Regions from separate parts of the Mus musculus genome. Here regions 1, 2 and 4 are each linked to region 3. Evidence: chromatin contacts called from public HiChIP or PLAC-seq and Micro-C data. All regions are on one chromosome and are shown on one strand. Each heading gives the region's core, a stretch centred on a gene start, on an enhancer-like site or on the middle of the called end of the contact. The rest is flanking DNA. Distances are from core to core; before and after follow the strand shown. Region 1 holds the start of Ifitm6 (interferon induced transmembrane protein 6). Region 2 holds the start of Pwwp2b (PWWP domain containing 2B). Region 3 holds the start of Msx3 (msh homeobox 3). Region 4 holds the start of Ifitm1 (interferon induced transmembrane protein 1).

Region 1 (3,780 bases), core at 1,160-3,659, 970 kb before region 3:
AGATGGTAGACCCAGGGCTTCATCCACGTCATCAGCTTTAAGAAACCCTAGCTGCCAGCAGAGTCAACCAACCTGGACCCTTGGGGACTCCCAGATATTCAACCACCAACCAAAGAGTGAGCACCGGATGAACCTAGGCCCCCCCCCCACACACACACACATAAGATGAACAGCTTGATCTTCATGTGAGTACCCTAACAACAGGGGCGGGGGATGTCCCTGAATCTGTCACCTGCCTGACTACCCATGGATCCTGTTCCCCTAACTGGGTCACCTTGTCTGGCTTCAGTGAGAGAGGGCACACCTAGTCCTGCAGCAATCTGATGTGCTGGTGGTAATAGGGAGTACCAAGGAAGGGCAAAACCTATATGGAGGCTCCCCCTTCTCAAAGAAGAAGGGGAGGGAGGAATGGGGCAGGGGTTACTGGGAGGAGAAGGGGGGCTGATATTGGGATGTAAAGTGAATACATAAATACATTTAATAATTTTTGTTTGTTTGTTTGTTTTTCGAGACAGGGTTTCTCTGTGTAGCCCTGACTGTCCTGGAACTCACTCTGTAGACCAGGCTGGCCTCGAACTCAGAGATCTGCCTGCCTCTGCCTCCCAAGTGCTGGGATTAAAAGCGTGCACCACCACTGCCCGGTGGGCAGAGAGTCTTTAAAGAGGAATTTTCTGGATCAGGTTGGCCTGTAGGCCTATCTATGAGGGAGTGTCTAGTTTGCTCATAGATACAGGAAGATCTAGTCTGTTCCCTAGGCAAAGGTGTTCTGAAAAGTAGAAGAAAGGGGAGATCTAACTGAGGGCAAGCAGGTAAGCAATCAAGCCATGACCCCACGCACTTCTCTGCTCTTGACTGCAGATGTGCTATGACTAACTGAGTTCCTGCCTTAACGGGAATGATATGTGGTAACTTGGAGTTATAAGCAAATAAACTCCTTTCTCTCTAAATTGTTTATTGTCGGGCTATTTGTCATAGCAGCAGAACTGGAACCAGAACACCAAGTCTTCGAAAGTCAGTCCATGCTTTATACTCCATGCGCCCGATGGGTACAACTTACCACATGCCAACACCCTTGGTCACACAATTACCTTAAGGAAGATCCAGCACAGCAGTTTTTTTTTTTTTTTTTTTAGATTTATTTTATTTCTATGACTACACTGTAGCTGTCTTCAGACACACCAGAAGAGGGCAAAGGATCCCATTACAAATGGTTGTGAGCCACCATGTGGTTGCTGGGAATTGAACTCAGGACCTCTGGAAGAGCAGTCAGTGCTCTTAATCACTGAGTCATCTCTCCAGCCCCAAGCACAGCAGCTTGAAGGAACCCAAAAGTCCAGGCTGCTAGGACAAGACATTCTATCCTTGGTGGCCTGGCCATGCTGAGATCTACTGGTCCTGGGGCTTCTGAGAACACAGTAAGAGCAGGTAGCCTAGCATCTGTGGTGTGAGGAGAGGGCCGGGGCCTGGGGGTGGGGACTGTTCCAGGAACATAATTTCTGTCATTCAGAGGAAACTGAAGAGCACATTCATAACTTGCTTTATCTCTTTCCGATCCTGTTTTGCCATCTTTCCGGCAGGGTGTACTGAGGCAAGAAAAAGAGATTGCAGTGTCAGAAAGGTCTCGGCCAACCAGGTGTTGCGAATTTCGTGGCCTCACTGGGTGTGGTCCAGACATATCCATCTTCCCCCAAACTCCAAGTCTTTTAGTAAAAGGATAAAGGTTGAGAAGGGAAAGTGGAATCACATGAATAAGTTAGTTAGCACTGCAAAGGCGCTGCCAAGTGTCTGAAATAAATAGTGCAGTCTCCCAGCCTGTGAGCAGAGCCCTGGCCTGAAAGGCACCGTACTGACCATCCATTGGTCCTGGCTCAACAGGGATGGCAGTGATTTGTAGCTTTCTCTGGCCCTGGTCTGAAGCAAGTCAGCCAGTAAGTGGACATGGGTTTCTGCAGAGAAGGCTCCTATCTTGAGGACTGACCTTCGGCACCCTGGAGATGGGATGGTAGAAGGCTTCAGGTTCCTGACTGGGGAAATAGCTGCTGTAGCTATTGGCCTGGGCTGGGGAGGTAGAGGACTAAGTCCTGAACTGGGATCTGGTATAGGAGGGTCTCCCGATTTTTGCCCTTCTTGAACCCTATCCTAGTGTGATTACCATTCAGTAATCTGTTTTCACTTCCCACTTCCCAGACAGTTCATTGGTTTACAAACAGGAACAGAAATTTTGGAGAAAGTAGAACTTTGAAGAGGCCACTGAGGAGGTGGTGGAGGCGGGGGCGGAGGTGGGGTGGGGAGGGTGTGTGGGGTATGAAGCAATCTTATGTAACCCCTCCCCATGCATGTGGATCTTACACCACAATGGTTCTATAAAAGTGCCTGTGACTCCACCACCCATATGAACTTCCTTGAAACAAGAGCTTCCTTGCTTCCTTTAAGCACAAAAACATGGTTAAGAGGGATCCTGACTCAGCTCCAGTGCCATCCACTGTGGTTTGCATCAACAGTGATGTTATCCAGCCGGATCACATTACCTGGTCTACATTTAACACAGTGTTCATGAATGGCTGCTGCCTGGGTTTCATTGCCTACATCTACTCGGTGAAGGTGAGTGTTGTAGAAGGTATGTATGTGGTTGTGGCTCCTCCTGCCCAGAGGACACCTGGGTCATGTACAGCTTTGTGTTTGTGTATGTGTGACACACCTTGGTGTCCTGAATGTACTTATGTGTTTGTATGTATAGACTGTGTAAGTAGCATATAGAATGTATATGTGGGTTGTATGTAGGAGACTCTCCTATGTAAGCAAAAGGAGAGAATGCCCAGGGATTCTGGGGTGAGACTGTCTCCACTCTAGTTTAGAGGGATTCATTCTGCTTACTGCTTAGTTTCTGGAATGCCCCTTCACCCTGCAGACTGGGGCACCAGGCTGGGTGCAAGTGAGACTTACAAAAAATGGTGCCCCATGGTGAGCTGAGCATACAGTTCTTGGGTCTGCTGAATGGTCTGAGTGTGTGAAAGGGAGAGGGGTCCCTGATATTAGGAAGGAGACTGCACTGAGCGGGAAGGACAATGGGGAAACTGAGGCAAAGCATCTGGCTCTTGATGACTTGCTCCAAGGCCACACTGATCTTTTCATCTCTTTCAGTCCAGGGACCGGAAGATGGTGGGCGACATGACTGGGGCCCAATCCCATGCTTCAACCGCCAAGATTCTGAACATCCTTGCTCTGGTCATCTCCCTCATCTTCTACATCATGCTTATCGTTTTATACAGCTTTAACTTACTAGGTAACCAAAGATAATAGAACCACTAGTTAGGTACTAACTAGTTAGTTAGCTAATTATTAATTAACTAAACTAGTACCGAATTTAGTATCTTTAGTACCTATTAGATACTAAGGGTGGGACTCCATGCACTGTCAAAGTCAATGGACTACTAAATTCTTCCATGCACTGTCTTCGTGAAGAAAGCATTCATGTGCTCTGCCCCTCAGAGTTGCCCCTTATCCTGGCCAGAGGCCCTAACCTGTCACTCTACCCTCCTGTAAATGTTTATCCTCATGCATATGTTCACAGTGGATTCAATAAAGTGCACGTGGTAGCGATTGTGGTGAGACTTCCTATCCCCTGACTGCTCCCTACTGAGCTTACTCAGAGTTTCCCTGGCTTTCTCCTTGTTGAAGAGGTAGGGGTGTGGATGGGGTGGGTGTGGATGGGTGTATAGTGCAGGGCATCCACAGATAAGTAGGATTCTGGCCTCAGGATGGAGACAGCAGCTGACAAGC
Region 2 (3,871 bases), core at 125-2,624, 800 kb after region 3:
CTATCTCTGTAGACACAGCCACAAGATAGGACTACTCTCAGCCAATCTTATCTTGAGCACTGGAGCCTGAGAACTGGGGAAATGCGGGTCCTCTGCTGCAGACTCTCTAGGGAGAGGCCAGAGCAGGCTGCACAGGTTGAGCAGGGGTGCAGCCAGACCTGCCTAGGGAGGAGAGGGCAGCCATCAGCAGGGTGGGGGATGGCTTGCCTTGGAAGCTTTCAGGTGGCTATTCTGCAGCCCCTGAATGTCACCCCATTATAGGCACTCCCTGTACTAACCAACAAGAGAGGGGCACCAGTCACACGGGAGGCCATATGTTAAGTCACATGACTTGTGCATAAATGGCTTCTGGCACATCTAATGAAGACATAATGTCAGCAGGGTAACTGTCGAAGGAGGAAGGGCTCTGCTCTGTGGTGGGAACCCAGGGAAATCCGGGCTTTAGGAAGGGAAAAAGTTGGGTCTTTGAAAGCAGAGCCCTTTTCTGTTCCTAATTCCAGAATGAAGCCTGGCTGGAGCAGAAGAGTCACAGCCTGATTAATGCCTAATCATTTATCAGGCAGTGACAGCGCAGTGCCATGTGATTCTGGGTTCAGGTGGCTGTTCTGCGCTGCAGAAGCCCCTGCAAAGGGTATACAGGTGGTCTCAGGAGCCAAGCCCAATGCGCCCCTCCAGTAGAGGCACTGGCCCTGGAACTTGTATCTTCCACTCCCCCGCAAGGCGCCTCGCCCACAGCAGTGTTTCTACACCCCGCAGTCTCGCAGCTGGTCTCCACCAGCCACTCCTATAAGCCTTGGGCTTCCCCCCTCTTGTGACAGGTGAGGCCATAGCTTAACTGACCCCCTTAAACGAATCACGATTCTACAAACAGTCGAATTCAACAGTGCGTCTGAACAAAGAAAAGTGCGTTAATTATGGCAGATGTGCGGAGTTTCAGGCAAGGCTTCCCGTGCGTCCCGGCCGGCACCGCAGCCCCTCTGCGGGGCCGCACGCTCTCCTGCCCCGAAAGTCACCGCGACTTTGGGAGAGAGCCACTTTCGCACCCAGACCGGCGGCCAGCTGGCGCGCCTCGAAACCCCGGCCCAGCAGAAACTGAAAGCGGACGCCGGGCTTTGCTGCTCCTCTCGGAGCCTGCATTGGAACCTTGAATCGGTGGAGGAGTGTCCCGGGAGATTCCGAGGAGTCCCGGGCCCGCGACCCTGCCCCGCTCACTTTTTCGTGCAATCCAGCAGGATTCCGGCGAAGCTGCGCTCGCCACAGCTCACGGTGACCACCAGCGCGCCGTTGACGACCTGTTCCACCCGCACCGGCAACCGGCAGCCGGCCCGCGGCTCCATGCTCCCGCCGCCTCCGGAGGCCGCCCCCGCCCGCCACCGCCGCCGCCGCCGCCGCCGCCGGGTCAGCCCCGCGTGACGCCGCCTGACGTCACAAAGCTCTGTGTGCCGGCCGCCACCGCGGAGCTAGGCTGGGGCGCGCGGCCGCGGGCTGCGCTCCCAGGAGCCGGAGGGCGTGGGGCGGTCCGCCCGCAGCGTGCGCCCACAGCCGGCTCTCAAAGCTGGGCTTGCAACGCATTGCGGGGGCCCCACCGGGCGGGGAGAAGGGTTCGTTAATCTTGACGCCACGCAGGCTTGGAATGCCCCCTAGGAGGCCTTGCCAGGAACCGAGGGGTAGCGGGGACACTCCCCGGGTCCAGGCCCTTCCCCCACTCTGCTTCTCTGGGTTCCACCCCGGGCCCCACCTCCTTCCTGATCCTGTCCCGGGGCCACTCCCTGAGCCCGGCGCAGCCTGGGGCCCTTCCCCCATGTAGTCTGGGGGTCCCCTGTCTACCAGTTTGTGCTAGAGGACCCCGGCAGCGTCTTCTACGCACGACTCCTGTGTCCACTTGGTACTTGAAAAAGTCTGTGGACACGTGTATTTGAAGCGAATCAGGCCTGGCAGAGGAGACTCCGGGTGCCGAGGGACACCAATGGGGCCCTTACAAGAGGCCTAGTGTCACCCTCACTACAGGGCTACCTGGCACTGGGCTACCCAGGTGTGCTCGGCGCCTCCTAGGAGACTATAGTGCTCCGGTCTGTTTGAGAACCTCGCAGGGCGCGGGGCTGGCCAGCACTAGTGTTGGCAGGATTATTCTATCCAGAGCTCTTGCGTCTCCTGGGACTACTCGCTGCAGCACTCCTCGCTTAGTGTACAGTATGAAGAGCCACCTCCCATGAGCAAGAGCCAGGCTCCCCGGGCGTGTGCAACCGGGCCCGCGAGGGCAGCCTGGCCATGAGTGGGAGGTGGCGGCGCCCGGCGGACGGCTGACCGCCACCCTAGACCTCCTCCGGTTTCCGCAAGCACTTGCACTCTGAATCCGGATTCGGAATCCATAACTGACTGCCTCCAAGGGTCTGTCACGTTGCAATGACCAATGGCGTCTGTGAATCGGGCCCCTAAGGCTGACTTGCATCGCCATGACCCTGCATTGGAGGCACCAAAAGGGCAGAGAGGTACTGACCACGGATCTACCAGGCCCATGTCCTTTTCAGCTGGGGAGTGGAGTTCTTGCCCTGCTGGGACTTGCTTCAGGGCTGCTACCACTGACGCCGCCAAGGACAGCCGAGGCCGCCCTGGCGCCACTTTACCTTGCCTTAAGGCTACACTAGAGCAGATGAGAAAGTCTGGGCGGAGTCCAGCTGAGGGGCAGTCCCCCTCCCACAAACGTCTGTTTTCCTCACTCCTTCTCTCCAGAGCTGGGTGCTGCAGATTTTGGAGGAAAAAAAAAAAAAAAAACGCTGGCTACAGGAACCATTCCCAGCTCAGTTCCAGGTGGAGGGCTGGTGGGAGGCTGCCCACTCGCTCAACCCAGATACTAAGCATCTGTGCCTGAGTACTGGGGATGCCTGCTCAGTACAGCCTACAGCAGGACATCCCCCTCCCCCCAGCCAGTTCAGTAGCTTCCAAGCTGGGGACATCTATAGTCTGAGCAACTGTGGGGTAGTCCGAAAAAGGCACTTGAGCAAGCAGGTGCCCTTGTTCAGGGACTCCTGGTTGTAGAGGCAATATAGAAGACCTCTTCCGATGTGGGGCATGGACAGAGGGACACCGTGAAAACTGCTAGCTTATTGTGTGGATAAGGAGCTTGCTTCTATTAACTCCCAGATGTCAGCAAGAAGGGTAGTTTGGCTGTGGTAAGGGACAGTGGCTAGGAGGTCTGGAAGTCCGAGAGGCCCAGGAACCTAGGGTTCAGCTTGTGGCGGGAATCTCCTGGGCTGTTGATAAGAGAGTAGAGAGGAGCCGGAGGCCACCTGTGCTGTTTATCATGCCTGCCTGCCAGGTTTGTGCTGTGTTTTTTAGTGTATTTGGAAGCCATTTTAAAAAGCCTGTTCTCTGTTTGGTAGAATAGTTTAACAGCCAGAAAGGAGATGGATTTACAATTTAAACACAAGCCGAATTTCAGGGCCTTGTCCCAGCCCCACCCACCTGGACAGGGAAGGTGGCCAGCTGCAAGCTGCTTTCCCTTCGGAGCCTGGACCAGGCTTCAGGATTCGCCTTCCACAGCTGTCTGGTTCCCTCTTGTCACTAGCTCTGTGCCTGCCTCCAGTTTACAGATGACTTATTCCCTTGCAGGCCCTGTCAGGGCAGCGTGCTTCTGAGGTTCACTGACTCACTCCATAGCTTCAGTGGGGAGACTCTCAGGCCTCCCAGCCCATGACTGTGAAGGGCGCTACCCACAGCCATGGGCCTGCTGCCCCTGGGTTGCCTGGCCAGACAACACACACACACACACACACACACACACACACACACACAGAGAGAGAGAGAGAGAGAGAGAGAGAGAGAGAGAGAGAGAGAGAGGCATATACAGGCATGCATATACTCACTTATGCAG
Region 3 (4,245 bases), core at 1,371-3,870:
AAAGTTGTTATTTCTATCTAGGGCACGAGGAAGGAATAATTCTGTAATCCTGTCAAGTGCTAAAGGTGGCTGTACATCCCCTACAGCAAGCTCTTCCTCAGAAATCTCACCTCAATAGAAAGCCCTTCAGATCCATGCTATCTGGATGGATCTTTCTTTCTTTCTTTCTCTCCAAAGTCAGCATCCAGAGGAACCCCAACACAGGAAGGAAACTGCAACCCTGAAACGATGAGTGTTTACCAAGGAGAGGAGAGGGGAGCCTAGAGGGCTTGCCAACACTCCTGGGCACAGCTGGGATATGGCTATTATAAGTGCTTATGTGTGCATACAAAACATACTTGCTGGGAAGTGAAGTGCCTACAGGCATCTCTATCCCTTCCACGGGCCAGAGACAATGATGCCTCCCTGTGTAAATGGGATTTCAGTTCCCACATGAACTGAAATCCAACACCCAACATCCAACATCCAACATCCACTATGCTGGCAGAAAAGATTCCTTCACATCCCACCACTCCTACCCTGTAGCCCAAGCTCTTTTCTAATCAGGTCACTTGTGTATGGGATAGGAGAGAGAGAGAACTGCGTGTTGTGCTGAGGTCTAGGTCTCCATGTCCATGGAAGAGATCCCTCTTCTCCTTCCCTCCTTCCCGCTTCCATTCTGGTTCTCTTTCTGCCTCTCTCTTGCCTCCCTTGCCTCTGAGGTGGTGCTTTTACCAGTCTGGAGCCAATCTGGCTTGCACTGGGCAGAGCTGCTCAGAACTGACATCAGCATCCCTCTAGGAAGTGGGGGAGGGTGAGAATTTAAGATCAGACTTTACACTGCTTCACAGGAAGGACCCTGCCCATTGGACCTGCTCCTGGCCCACAACCCTGTCCCTTTCCCTGGGCCAGACCTAAGTACAGACTCTTGCTTCCTCCCATCAGAGGCTACTTTGGGGGACATTGCTCACACACAGGCAAGTTGTCCTTTATTCCTTTTGTTTGTTTATCTTCTTTGTGCATTCCTGCCAGTGTTTTGATGATGCAATTATCAGCAGTCAACTCAGAACATCTTTGTTACATTAAAAAAGCAGCAGGCAAGTGTTGGTAGCATAATGGTGAGTATAGCTGCCTTCCAAGACAGCAGCAGTCGTCAGTCTGGAATTATAGCACGAATTAAACAGACGCTAGGTCTAGCCAGCCAGGAATCTTCTGCTAGCCCCTTTGAGCAGCTTCAAACTTTACACGAAGAAAAACTTTTTAATTAATTTCTCTGACTGAGCTCAACAATCAGACTGAACCCCAAAGCTGTACTCCATTGAAGTACTTTTGGCTGTCTAAAACAAATTTATAGAGAGATGTAGGTTGCTGATTTTGTGCTCTAGGATATTAATCAGACTTTATTTCCTAAATCAACCTCCCAATGTATTCTAAAATCAAAGCCCTGGTTTCTTTTTATGGCGCTACCGCCACAGTTTGCTTTGCAACATAGAAGAACATTTTTGTTTGTTTGGTGATGTGTGTGTGTGTGTGTGTGAGTGTGTGTGTGTTTTGTTTTGTTTTGTTTTGTTTTAAAACCAAAGGAACAGTGAGATTTGGGGGAAAGTATTACCAGGAGCTAGGGACTCTATCTGGCCTCAGATCCACCCTTCCTTAGAATCCTTAGCTGGCGGGTTGTTTTGTTTTGTTTTGTTTTTTAAAGCGCCTTCAAGAGGTTCCCACACTGCTTGCCTGGTCAAGGAAAGACTGCATCAACAGAGATACTCTCCGGCGGCCTTTCAGGAATTTGCATCGGCCGCCAGGCAAATACAGGACACCAGAAGACAACGATGCGCCCAGCATCCAGTTGTTTGAGCAGCCTGAGGTGCCTGCATGACGGGCTAGTATGCTAACTTCCTCTAAGAGATCTGTCTCCACCATCTTCCCTTGGCCTCTGCGCTTGGGACCCAGGACGCGTCTTTCTAGCCCATTCCTGGCCCAAACTGGGACGCAAGTTCAGCCCTCGAAGTTGCTAGTGGCCCAGAAAATGTTTGGAGACTCCAAGAGCTCAAAGAGAGACCAAAGCGAAACTAAAGATGCCACAACTCGACCTCAAGAGATCAGTAGAGGAGACGTGTTGGTCCCATTAGAACCCCACGGTGCAGACTAAAACACGTGCGAGCCAGGAACGCAGCAAGAACAGCCGATCAGCCTCATTAAACAGCACTGTAGTAGGCACGAGCCCATAGCTGCGCTCTGCCTAAGCGCGGAGGCTCACTGTGCCAGCAAAGAACTGATGCCTGGACGTAGCTCCACTATGAGCGCTCGCGCGCAGTCCATTCCTCCACTCCAGAAGGCTGAGGCCAACCATCTCTTTACCCAAGACTGACAGCCCCCTCAGCTTTTCCCGCTGGAGGAGCTTCATAAGCGTTCCTACAGACGGCAGTAAGTCCCGAAATCCTGACGTGGGCACGACAATGCTACCCCAGGTCTCGGGGCACTCAGTTCCCAGGCAGAAGCCCCGCCCCTCTCTGTCGGTCCCGCCCCCGAAACACTGAATCCAACCCGCACTGAGACCCGCACATCGGCTGAAACAACCATTGGGTAGCGGCGCATGAAAGCGGTGCTACCTTTTTATAGGGTGCGGAGGGGCCCGAGAACCACAGAGCCCAAGGTCCTAGCAAAATAAACCGCCGCTGGGTCCCACGCGTCCCAGCCGGGCGGCTAGCCCCGCACCCGCCATCCCATGCATGGCCCGGGCGACATTCGACATGAACGCGGCGGGGCTCGAAGCTCGCGGCGGGGGCCACACAGAGCACGGACCACTCCCCTTCAGCGTCGAGTCTCTGCTGGAGGCTGAGCGCGTACCGGGCTCCGAGTCTGGGGAGCTGGGGGTGGAGAGGCCGCTCGGCGCCTCGAAGCCTGGAGCCTGGCCCCCTCCAGTCGCGCACTCTTGTCCCCCACGTAAGTGCTCAGTCTCCCGGTCTCAGGCCCTGAAAAGCGACCGCGCTGTCAAGGCTCGAAAGTCCAAGGTGGGTGGGGGTATGCGCACTGTTGCTCCGAACTAGTGGCTAGTAATTACTAGCCATTAACCGGCTCAGTCCAAGAGCAATGATAACTGGCGGTGGGCGCCCAACATTGTGCACAGCCCAACCGCCAGGTCCAGGTCTCTTCTTGGTCGAGGTCCGCAACCCACAACAAATACCCTTAATGCTTTTCCGCTCCGGGTCGCTCACGCTCCTGCACCCCTTGCCCACTTTGCGTATGCCCCCGACAGCTAACTGGTCTGTTTGGAGACCTGACCGCTACTCGTCTTCGGTTATTGGACAGCCTCCAGGCCCAGTTTAGCTCTTTTTCCAAATAGTTAGTCCCCAGTTTAGTTGGGGTGCAAGATCACGGGTTGGGAGAGCAGACCTAAGTCTAGGGCGCCTCCTCCACTCCCCTGCCTCCTTGGTTTGCTTATCCACGTGGCTTTGGGGACCGCTGAGCGGAGCACTCACGGAGCCACGGAGCACCAACCTTCCTTTGTAAGGGTGGAAGAAGGTCGGTCGAAATAGGGGTGTGCAGCCAGAGTTTGAGCGCTCGCCCTGCGCTTCTCTTTCCTTTCAGGTGCCCCGAGCCCTCCACCCTGCACCCTCCGCAAACACAAAACCAATCGCAAACCACGGACGCCATTCACCACCGCGCAGCTGCTGGCGCTTGAGCGCAAGTTTCACCAGAAGCAATACTTATCCATTGCGGAGCGCGCCGAGTTCTCCAGCAGCTTGAGCCTCACTGAGACTCAGGTCAAGATCTGGTTTCAGAACCGCCGAGCCAAAGCCAAGCGGCTGCAGGAAGCTGAGCTGGAGAAGCTGAAGCTGGCAGCGAAGCCACTACTGCCGGCGGCGTTTGCCCTGCCCTTCCCGCTGGGCACCCAGCTGCACAGCTCCGCGGCCACTTTCGGCGGCAACGCGGTTCCTGGGATCCTCGCCGGGCCTGTCGCGGCCTATGGCATGTACTACTTGTCTTAGATCATGGAATCAAGCCCTAACCTCTTGGTTAGGCTCAGGGTTGCGCACAGTTCTGCCTGCCGCTGATGCTCCTGGTAACTTTTGACTTTTCATTTTAGTCTTCCCCCCCCCCCTCCTCCTGTTTATACGGTGTTATACTTGATGACTGGAGCCTATTTATAGACATCTTACAAATACTTTAAACCTTCCTAAAACCTTGCCCACATCAATCTGTTTTTCTGAAAGAAAACACACCGTCATATAGTCCTTGAAACAGACAAAAGCAGTTCTTCCTATT
Region 4 (4,317 bases), core at 425-2,924, 920 kb before region 3:
TATGGGGCAAATGGTCAGGACTAAGTCTAGGGTTTGGGGCAGCGATAGACAAGGAAACACATAGCAAGCCTGGGAGGCCCCAGAATCTGTTATCTACTGTGAGATGTTGCAAGACATCTCACATCATCTAATGGCACAGACAACGATGACGACGATGGCCGTGAGGATGGTGAAGAACAGGGAGCTGATGTTCAGGCACTTGGCGGTGGAGGCGAAGGCCTGGGCCCCAGTCGTATCACCCACCATCTTCCTGTCCCTAGACTGGAAGAGACCAGATGGTCAGTGGCACTGGAGCTGGCCAATGGAAAGACAAGTACTGACTCAGCTCCCCATCACCTTCCTAGCCCACTGTGCTCCTCTTAATCTTTAGGCCAGGGACCTTCTTCCACTTTACCACACTCACGACTACCCAGAAACACCCAGCACTAGCCTCTTACTCTACTGTTTCCTGTTAGTTCCTAGTGAACTTTCCATCCAGCCAGGAGTGTTAATCTTCAGGGTTAAGGAACCTTCCAGGGGGCTGGAGAGAGGGTTCAGCGGTTAAGAGCACTGACTGCTCTTCCAAGAGGTCCTCTCACACAGGAGATAAGGGATGTCGGTCTCGAGGCTCTAAAGTTAGGGGTTTATATAGGAAAGGAGTGGGGGTAGGGGGAGGATTGGCACAGTTACACACAAATGGGCAATTTAAACATCAGAGAGCTGTATGTGATAGTAACTCTAAAGGGAGGGTGTTTATCTTGGTCGGCAGGACATCTGGCTAAGCCCAAACCATATCAGCAGGTGGCCCATTACTCATCAGAGCTTGTCCTGGAGATTGTCCTTGCGTGCCTTTCTTGTCTCAATGGCTAGTTGGTACCTAGGATGACTTTACAGCCTTTGTTCTTTGCTCTAAGCCCAAAAAGCCCTCCTAACTAGCAAGCCGCAAGAGTCAAGGACCTTGAATAAACTTTCTGGCTAGGGCTTTGAAGTCTTGAATTTAGCTTTCTTTCTTTCAAGTTCAAATCTCAGCAACCACATGGTGGCTCACAACTATCTATGAGATCTGATGCCTTCTTCTGGTGTGTCTGAAGACAGTTACAGTGTACTTATAATAAATAAATAAATCTTTTTTAAAAGGGGGGGGCATTCCAAGAATCAGGAAGTAAGGAGACTTCCTTCAAACTTTAGGCTATGATGGAGATACCTTGACCCACGGATCCCCAGGCACCTCCTGGGATTCCCTCCACACATACACACAAACATACACATACACACACACACACACAACCCAGGTACCACCTGGGTAAGTCAAGGTTGAGGCCCATACAATACCTTCACGGAGTAGGCATAGGCTACGAAGCCCAGGCAGCAGAAGTTCATGAAGAGTGTATTGAACAGGGACCAGACCACATGGTCAGGCGTGGAGATCTCAGGCATGTTGATTGTGGTGGCTGTCGCAGAAGTTGAGATGTGGGGTGACCCCAGTACAACCACCTCTTGCTGCTCCTTAGGCATCTCTCGGCTTTTGAAGCTGCAGAGTGAGAATAAGGAAGGAATGAGAAGGCTTTTCAAACTGGGCAGTCCGGAGCCTGCTGCGCAGTGGGCCGGCCTTTTTCCTCCAGTGGGGTCTGTTTCTCAGAAACCTACTTCCTTATGTTTACAATTTGGTGTGCTTTTTAGGGGCTGCGGAGTTAAGGGCAAATAGTGGTTTCAAGTTACCATTAGGGTGTGGGCAGGGAGAGCCACTCCCACCCCTTTTCAAGCTGTCCTAATCCCCAGAGGCTGGGGTTTGAAGCTGTGAGGCAGCTCACCCCCTCCACTGGGAAGGAGAGGTGACTGCAGTGTTCCCCAGTGCATAGGTTACAGTAAGCAGAAGGGAACAACGCGGTCGCTCCGAGTTTGCTTTGAGGAGGGATGATGTTTTGCACATTCTTTAGCTCCCTTTGTTGTGACTGAGAACAGGAGCACACAACTTGTCATAGACTCTAACATCCACCCTCTGTACAGACAGGGCCGAGAGCTCAGGATTCTACATTTTTAGTTTATTTGCTTTTGCCTTAGTAAGAGACTCATTCTAGAAGCTGAAGCTGAGAGAAAAACAAAGGTCTATAAAACAGAAATTCCCCAGAGATAACTCTACCCCAAATCCTGACCCCCCCGAACTGCTGTGTGTCCTAAGAAGGGGATTTATTAGAATAACTTACAGGTGTGGTCGAGGAGCCCTAAAATGACTGTCTCCTGATGGAAAGGCCTAGGATCCAGGCGTTGTCCACAAGACTAAAGTCAGCTGTGTCAATGTGGTGCTAGAGTCCCAGGGAGATTCTACAGAGGTCCGTTGGGACCCTGAGGAAGTAGGTTCTAATATCTCTGGAACAGGAGAGAGAAACTGAGCAGCAAGAGGGTAAGCAGGCAAAACCATCCTTCTTCCATGACCTTTTATGTGGGGTGCCACCAGAAGGTGTGGCCCACATTTAGGGTGGCTTTTCTGACCTCAAATAATCCAACCAGGAAAAACAAAAAAGCAAAGCAAAGCAAAAACAAAAAAGCGCCCTACTCTCTCAGGTGTGCCCAGGTGTGCCCAGATGCTTGTGTTACAGTTGATTTTAGATGAAGTCAAGTTGCTAAGCAACATTAGCCATCACAGCATATGAATATACTGGCATTATCAAGACTGACCCATGGTCTGAAGTCCTCACTGTGTGCTCCATGCCATCCCTTTGCCCCCTTAACGTACTTAAAAACCAGGAAGCCTCAGAGCTGTGCCTCTCCTTCATCCTCCCAAAACTCCCCGCCTCTTCCCTTTTTCTTCTGTAGAAAAAGCCCCTAATAAAAACCTCGCCTGGGGGGCTGGCGAGATGGCTCAGAGGGTAAGAGCACTGACTGCTCTTCCGAAGGCCCTGAGTTCAAATCCCAGCAACCACATGGTGGCTTACAAACATCTGTAATGAGATCTGATGCCCTCTTCTGGTGTGTCTGAAGACAGCTACAGTGTACTTACATATAATAAGTAAATCTTTAAAACAACAAAACAACAACAAACCCAAAACCTTGTCAGGGAATTTGCTTTGTCTACTTCTAGATCTGAAGCTCCTGGGGTTTGCAGCCATCTGGCTTAAACTTTTCCAAGCCATTAGCGCTTAATTTCACTCACAGTTGGCATTTCAGAGGACAGAGATGACCAGAGTAAAATTTAATATCACCTTCTGGGAAGTCATACCTACATAAAAGCTGCAAAGGAGAACAGCAGATGTCTAGAAGAAGCCACTGAAAGCCTTTGGGTAACGAATCGTGCTATGGAGGACAGCAGAGTGGCCAGGCCAGGCCAGAGAAGGGAGAGGCAGCAGGAGGCAAAGCAGCTGGCAGAACTCTCCAGGAGTTGTCTTGACTGATTGACACCCCTCCAGTCCCACCCCCCCAGGCAATGCCATCATCACCTTTGTTTGGGTTTGATTGTGTATCAAGAATGAGGAGCCAAAGGCACAGGGATAAAGGTATTTACCAGATTAGAATCTAGATAAAAAAGTTTATTTATTTATTTATTTATTTATTTAGGTTTTTAGAGACAGGGTTTCTCTGTGTAGCCCTGGCTGTCCTGGAACTCACTTTGTAGACCAGGCTGGCCTCGAAATCAGAAATCTGCCTGCCTCTGCCTCCCGAGTGCTGGGATTAAAGGCGTGCGCCACCACCGCCCGGCTTAGATAAAAAGATTTAATAGAGAAAAGGTGCTTGCTGGGGCTGGAGAGACAGCAGTGAAGATCCCTTACAGTTCCTGAGGAGGACCTGAGTCAGGCAGCTCAGAACAATCTGTATATCCAGCTCTTCTGACCTCCTTGAGTACTGCACTCATGTGTACACTGCACTCATGTGTCCGTGCCCCAAACACACAAATGTTCATAATTAAAAATAAAAATAGAATCTTTAAGTCTGGAGAGATGCTCAGAGGTTAAGAGTACTGGCCGCTCTTCCAGAATCTGGTTTGAAGTTCCAGTATACACATGCCTGCTGTATATAGTTCCAGTATACACATGCCTGCTGTATATAGTTCCAGTATACACATGCCTGCTGTATATAGTTCCAGTATACACATGCCTGCTGTATATAGTTCCAGTATACACATGCCTGCTGTATATAGTTCCAGTATACACATGCCTGCTGTATATAGTTCCAGTATACACATGCCTGCTGTATATAGTTCCAGTATACACATGCCTGCTGTATATAGTTTCAGTTCCATGAGATCTAGCACGTTTCTGGCCCTTGTGTGTACCAGGAATATGTGTGTTACACATATCATGTGTAGGCAAGACACTCATTTTCATAAAATTTTTAAAAAGTTTA

Evidence for each region. Hi-C and Micro-C count contacts between places; a contact is called where the count stands out from the background. HiChIP or PLAC-seq counts read pairs in DNA pulled down with a chosen protein or histone mark.
Region 1: an H3K4me3 HiChIP or PLAC-seq map of neural tube shows a contact between it and region 3, with 5 times the contacts expected there. The contact joins the promoter of Ifitm6 here to the promoter of Msx3 in region 3. A contact is called at or near these places in 4 of 39 promoter capture datasets (cranial neural crest, frontonasal cranial neural crest, hippocampal neurons and 1 more), 2 of 115 datasets of contacts at active chromatin or transcription factors (embryonic hindbrain and neural tube) and 1 of 9 other capture datasets (liver).
Region 2: a contact with region 3 is called in a Micro-C map of embryonic stem cells, with 2.1 times the contacts expected there. The contact joins the promoter of Pwwp2b here to the promoter of Msx3 in region 3. A contact is called at or near these places in 1 of 484 Hi-C or Micro-C datasets (embryonic stem cells) and 2 of 115 datasets of contacts at active chromatin or transcription factors (bone marrow-derived macrophages and pancreatic cancer cells).
Region 4: a contact with region 3 is called in an H3K4me3 HiChIP or PLAC-seq map of embryonic stem cells, with 4 times the contacts expected there. The contact joins the promoter of Ifitm1 here to the promoter of Msx3 in region 3. A contact is called at or near these places in 3 of 115 datasets of contacts at active chromatin or transcription factors (embryonic stem cells and pancreatic cancer cells) and 2 of 9 other capture datasets (embryonic stem cells and embryonic trunk).

What each region holds. Positions count from the first base shown.
Region 1 is chr7:141,015,521-141,019,300 of GRCm38.p6, reverse strand. It overlaps Ifitm6 (interferon induced transmembrane protein 6), which reads left to right and starts at 2,409. Exons shown (of 2, transcript NM_001033632.1): 1 at 2,409-2,601; 2 at 3,142-3,489. The coding sequence starts at 2,443. The coding sequence ends at 3,297.
Region 2 is chr7:139,245,985-139,249,855 of GRCm38.p6, reverse strand. Pwwp2b (PWWP domain containing 2B) reads right to left here and starts at 1,374. Exons shown (of 3, transcript NM_001098636.1): 1 at 1,213-1,374. The coding sequence starts at 1,337.
Region 3 is chr7:140,047,463-140,051,707 of GRCm38.p6, reverse strand. It overlaps Msx3 (msh homeobox 3), which reads left to right and starts at 2,620. Exons shown (of 2, transcript NM_010836.3): 1 at 2,620-2,922; 2 at 3,568-4,245. The coding sequence starts at 2,709. The coding sequence ends at 3,968.
Region 4 is chr7:140,965,433-140,969,749 of GRCm38.p6, reverse strand. It overlaps Ifitm1 (interferon induced transmembrane protein 1), which reads right to left and starts at 1,674. Exons shown (of 2, transcript NM_001112715.1): 1 at 1,312-1,674; 2 at 1-261. The coding sequence starts at 1,494. The coding sequence ends at 124.